Linked DNA regions of Xenopus laevis: region 1 is linked to region 2. Evidence: chromatin contacts called from public Hi-C data. All regions are on one chromosome and are shown on one strand. The core of a region is the stretch at or near the end of the contact, and the rest is flanking DNA. Distances in the headings are between cores, read along the strand shown. Region 1 overlaps coq8b.L (acoenzyme Q8B L homeolog). Region 2 overlaps prx.L (neuroblast differentiation-associated protein AHNAK).

Evidence for each region. A called contact is a pair of places that touch in the nucleus more often than the background predicts.
Region 1: a Hi-C map of the XTC cell line shows a contact between it and region 2, with 2.7 times the contacts expected there. The contact joins two enhancer-like sites. A contact is called at or near these places in 2 of 4 Hi-C or Micro-C datasets (the XTC cell line and animal cap).

The regions. Positions count from the first base shown.
Region 1 is chr8L:69,958,200-69,961,245 of Xenopus_laevis_v10.1, forward strand. It overlaps coq8b.L (acoenzyme Q8B L homeolog), which reads right to left. Exons shown (of 15, transcript NM_001093990.1): 7 at 43-128. Among protein-coding and RNA genes, the nearest start is that of coq8b.L, 11 kb to the right of the region's middle. Within about 2 kb of position 1,377, at least 1 of the 7 cell types and tissues checked has an H3K27ac peak or open chromatin away from gene starts, as enhancers often do.
Region 2 is chr8L:69,881,985-69,884,766 of Xenopus_laevis_v10.1, forward strand. It overlaps prx.L (neuroblast differentiation-associated protein AHNAK), which reads left to right. Exons shown (of 7, transcript XM_018230236.2): 7 at 1-318. It overlaps LOC108698619 (numb-like protein), which reads right to left. Exons shown (of 10, transcript XM_018230238.2): 10 at 2,760-2,782. Among protein-coding and RNA genes, the nearest start is that of prx.L, 23 kb to the left of the region's middle. Within about 2 kb of position 1,482, at least 1 of the 7 cell types and tissues checked has an H3K27ac peak or open chromatin away from gene starts, as enhancers often do.

The DNA of each region.
Region 1 (3,046 bases), core at 127-2,626, 76 kb after region 2:
TCCCTCTCCTACGTCAAAATTATATTGCATGTGGAAACTTACAGTCATTTGCCAGGCTGGCATAAAGTCTGCACTTTGTCTGACTCGTTCAAAGATTTTCTGTAGCTGTGGACTAATAAAGTTGTTATCTGTAGGAATAAAACAAACAATTATTTTAGAAAACTATACAGTATTTTCAGGATATTTACCAAAAAAAAAATATTTGGCAATTGCCTGTTTATTAACTTCTTTCATCTTTTATTTACAGACCAGGCAAAAGGATAAAAAAAGAATGCCTGCCTCTATAACTACTTTGGCTAATCATCAAAATGTACAACATTCTGTGTAAAAAGTGGAGTGAAGCATTACTGGTGATGTTGCCCAGAGCAACAAATCAGCAATTAGATTTCAACAGTTAGAAACCAAAAGCAAAGATCTTATTGGTTGCTATGAGCAACATCGCTGGTATATATATATATATATATATATATATATATATATATATATATATATATATATATATATATATATATATATATATATATATATAATGCAATGATGTTATATGCATGTGCATCATATAACATGCACTACAACGCATGTGATTTACCTCATTACCTGCCCATGCGGGCTTTCATATGTGGGCAAGACGGATTTAATGTTGCGACTTCGCATCGATGCGCATAGATCAGCAATCAATCGGCCTTTAGAGATCAAAAAAACACTAAACCAGTGGCTAAACATTTTCTAGAGATGGGCCATAGGGTCCCAACATTAAAATTTATCGCAATTGACCATATTCCGATGCCCAGAAGGGGTGGCGATAGATCTCGTCTCCTCCTACAACGCGAAACCTTTTGGATAAAAAGTTAGATACCCTCTCTCCCAAAGGTCTGAATGAGTATTGCACATACAGCTGCTTTTTGGCTAAAAGATAATATGTTTTTATTCTATTTTCTATTTATTCTACTCATTATTGCACTGAGTTCATTTTTTGTAAAATTAAGCCCTTATTAACATAATTGAGTGTGATGTCAGCAACAAGGCGGGATTTGTTAAACCTTTATATTTGCCACTTTCATTGCCTGTTTTTTAAATGAGTTAATGCATCTTGACAAAGGTCCCAGACCATGGACCGAAACGTTGATGCTTTTATTATGTATCACATAAGATAAATAAAAGTTGAATTTTACTGAACCGGAGTGCGTGCCGCTACAGCCTTTCTTCTATGACACAACATTGACACAGCACCCGGAAGCTGAACATCGGAGTTGAATATCAAAGTATAGCGTGTGCGGACGCCGACGGCATTGGATACACGTATTTGGTTGGAATACTGCGCCCAGCACCGCTACTGTCTGTAATACACGCATTGCTTGTTATAAATGGAGGACTTCGCTGATCGTGCAGGCTTGAACGCTGACTATGCGAAAACATGGCATGTGTCTGAAGCGGATGCCGATCGAGTATTATGGACTAACACACAAGGGGATCTCCCCTCTACTATCACGGTCAAAGACATCAGCAAGGAACTTACGCGTCTTAAGCAGCGAGTTGTGGATCTTGACCTACACGGCCTTTTCTTGTCAGACTATTACCGGGCAAAGAAAATCCTGCGGGGCTTCCGTATCCGCAATGCACCGACGGTCGGTCGTTTGAACCCGGATTTTTGCAAGAAATGGACCGGCGTCCTTAACCGCTGCTCACTAGATCTAATTGTATTAGTGATTGAAGAGGTTTCACATGAATTGACAAAAGCACGCAAAGAGTTAACAGCTTTTGAAAATGATAATCAAGCCTTGATTCAAGCGGATACCTCCTTTGACATTATCACTGCCTGTGAAAAGCAGGTTGCGCAATACAAATCGGAACTTTTGCAGTTTAAGAGGGATAAATTAAAAAAGGTCAATGACGACTATACTAATCACAGAGTGTACCGTTGGCTCAGCGGTGAAAAATCACCACCATATCTCCCCTACACACGTAAATGGAGAGAACGCCGCCCACGCCCGAAGACACTTCAAACGGTGGACACCAGCTCGGGAGACTCGGACCCAGATGAGAATGCTGGACCTGGTAATACACAACAAGAGAATGCAGCAGATAGACCGGAGGGCACGCATGGTGATTTTTTAGACAGAGGTCCGATCAATTCCAGACCACCTTTACCCCCAACAGGAGGTCGAGGAAAAGATACCCCACTCGGAGGGGCAAGAAGGGGAAGGTCACGGAAACAATGAACACCCCTGTATTCAACCTATCGGCCCACTCTTTGACTGAAGCCGAATCTGCAGTCCTACGTAAAGGTTTGACTTTTGTTCCCACTACCAGATTTGAAAGATTCAAATGGGATGTTGACTTTTTTCGTTTTATTCGCAAATTAAACTTAAGGGAACACTTTGGTACAACTAATGTAGATAATCAGGGGTTTGATGATCAATTGAAACTTAAAAGTAACTTCTGCCCCCCTACACAAAATGTAGCCATTAAATTGTTTAAAAAAGCGATAGACAGGGAGGTTGATACATTGTGTACTAAACAGGACAGACCCCATCAGAATTTATCTAAAGGTGAATTGGAAGCAATTGACACATTACGTAGTGACAAATCCTTGGTAATACGCCCTGCTGATAAGGGGGGAGGCATAGTCTTGCTTAATTATTGTGACTACCGAATGGAAATATTGTCACAATTGTCAGATGTTTTGATATACAAAAAATTACAGGGTGACCCAGTCTGGACATTTAAGGCCAGAATAGACAAATTGCTACAATTGGCCCTCACCAGTGGATGGATCAACCAAAAATCGTTTGATTATTTGAAACAAGATCATCCAATTTGCCCTATTTTGTATTCTCTCCCAAAAATTCACAAGAGCTTGACGACCCCCCCTGGGCGCCCTATTGTGTCAGCCAGAGATGGTTTATTACATCCACTGGGCATATTCATTGATCGAATTTTGCAACCAATAGTCTGTTCAACAACTTCATATTTACGTGATACCCCACATTTCATTCAATGTTTACGTGAATGTAATTGGCAAGATGATACTCCTAAATTGCTCGCC
Region 2 (2,782 bases), core at 232-2,731:
AGTCTTGAAGGTTAAGGTAGGGTATATTCTATCTGTGTATGTATGCCACTGCTATATAACAGCTTCCATACTATGTAAACAGAGAATTACTACAAGATGTATATTGTATTTTTGTAATAGCTTTATTGTTAGTTATTAAAAATTCAAGCAAGTTTTTCTTTGAAGTGCTCTTTTGAAACAGACATCTCATTGTAAATTACTGACTAACCGCTTTCCTGGATTTATTTTGTTCTTTTTTTTGTAATTTACATTTTGACATAATAATCAGAAATGTAATAAAAATGTTTATTAAACTTTCAAATGAAAATACTACCAGTATGTCAGATGTCTGTCTATTTTATTAAAAAAAAAAACCCTAGAACTGTAGAAAGGATTGTATATAAAAGAATAGAATTTTGCAGTATTTTGGAGATCAGAATGCTCATATATATATAATATCTCGATGGTTTCATGTCATCTGGAGAGCTGGAGTTTACACTACAGTAAAAAAATCACATCAGTTTAAAGGGCTTTTTTATTTTATAGGAAGAAGATGAAAAGGACAGTGGAAAGTATAAATGCTGAATAACAGAAGAGATGTTTAAAGTAAAGTAAAGGGTGGCCATAACCCAATAGATTCTAGACTACTTGACTTTAAGCCTCTTTTTGTGCTCCATCTATTACAGTTTATTGAGTTAATAAGAGATCACATCACATCCCTACTGGGCTTCAGTCTGGACTACTGAGACACTACATAGCACAGCAATTCTTTGACATACAGTAACTACAGGGAAAGAAGATCTGCAGAGGAACCTAGTGAGATAGAAGGCTCCATAAGATTCTTCAATTTCCCACACCTAAACTGCACTTGAAGGTCCCAAACACCCTGTGCAGCATATGACCTCCCTGCAGGTGCAGTGGTGGGAAGGCAGGACCACTTGGTACCTAGTGAACATTCATCCACTGAGACATAATGGTAAGGCCTCCCGCCTGTAAATCAGATCCCATCTTGTAAGATCGTCCCCTTAGTTCGGGAACCGATAATTTAACAGATTAAGCATGTCAATATCTAGAGAGAGGATAAGAGTGAAGAAAGTGATGGCAGAGAGAAGGAGCATTCTTTAATAAATAAATGTCAGGTGTCAGCTTCAAGTCTATCCTGAAAATACATTTTTACTCTATCCTATTCAGTTCAGTAGAGTTAAAGTAGTGGAGTTTAACATGAGAAAATATTTTTAAGTAGCACGACTGTTTTTCTGCAGAATGTATTAATACAAGTTGTAATACCTATTTCTTATGCCTGAAAACTATCAATTCAGTGTCACTTGGCCAGTAAGAAAATATGATTGGGACCAGTGTTATTAATAGGCAAACAAATAGTTGGTACGTATGTTTGTTATTGAATAGGAAGTTTCTCATAATAATTCAAGACCATTGTGGAGGTGAGGCCTATGGATTATGCTGTAGAATGCTACTGACAATTATAATGAAGGAAGGTCTTCTAATCCCATCTAGTGAAGTAGTTCCAGTATTACAGGCTGCTCTCTTACTTGCCATAATTTCCCTTTGCATTCTATGTTTCACAGCACTTGGTGCTAAAATATATAGTATTTAATGCCATAATGTTGTGCCAGTATTCCCATTGTACTCAGGTGTAAGCTGCATCATGCAGAATGCTAAGGTACAAGTCAATCCTGTACCTAACACCAGCTACCTTTGGGGCAAATTTACTATCCTCCGAAAATTCGCCAGCGATGGCTTCGCTCACATCGCAACACTTTGCCAGGCGTAGATTCACCAGGATAATGCTAATTCCCTAAAATCCTAAGTTGTGTCCAGGGCGTTGAACGATGGCGAAGTAGCTCTAGCGTTACTGTGGCAAGCAAAGCAAGGTTGCGCTAGCGTTGCCTAATTTGCATACGGCGGGAAGTTAAAGTTCAATAGACGTATATGTTGCAGCCAATACATTACACTACACAAGCCTGGGAAACCTTAATAAAATAGAGTTGTTGTATTGCCCTACACATGATCCCAGTGTATAGTTTATGTGCCATATGTAAGGAAATGTAGGGGGGAAGCCGAGTACCCCAGAAGTAATTTACGATCTTTTGCAGCCTATCACCCTGAATAATGAAAAGTCGCCAGCGTTTTTTGGGACTTTTCAACTATTTTTTGAGGAAGTCCGATCTACTATTTTGCACTTAGCCTGGTCTAAGGTGGCGAAGGCAAGTCTGGCGCAAGAGGTAACGTTCAGTAAAATCCGCATCTTAGTGAATTTTCGTAGTTACGTCCATTCACCAGAGCTCAACTTCGCCAGGCATAAGGGAGCGAAGTACCGCTTGAGTCTCTCTTTCGATAGCAAAGTTATGCCAGCGACCGTTAGTAAATCAGCGAAGTAACGAAATGACATCATGCTGGTGAATTTTCGCTAGCGTTAGTCACTTTGCCCTTATGTGTGCTAAATTTATGCCAAAAAGTAAATTGAATTAAAGGATGTGTAAAATACATAGGCCTCAGGATTGCCCTGTACAATTATTATTATTACTTTTATAATCTGCTCAATGTTTGCTTTTGGGGGAATTTCTAGGCCACACATTTATATGTTAAAAAATGGTTTACAATAAATTGATCTACAATCCTATCAAATTATTGGACTGAATAATTGTTTATTTGACCGTGGCTAATGCAGACATCCTTCTAAAGGGCTGTAAAGAGTTAACACGTCCCTTGATGTCAGTGAAAGCATTCCTAAGCGTTAAACATATGGGTGCACACACAACCGGGTTCTATATATTTATTTGAT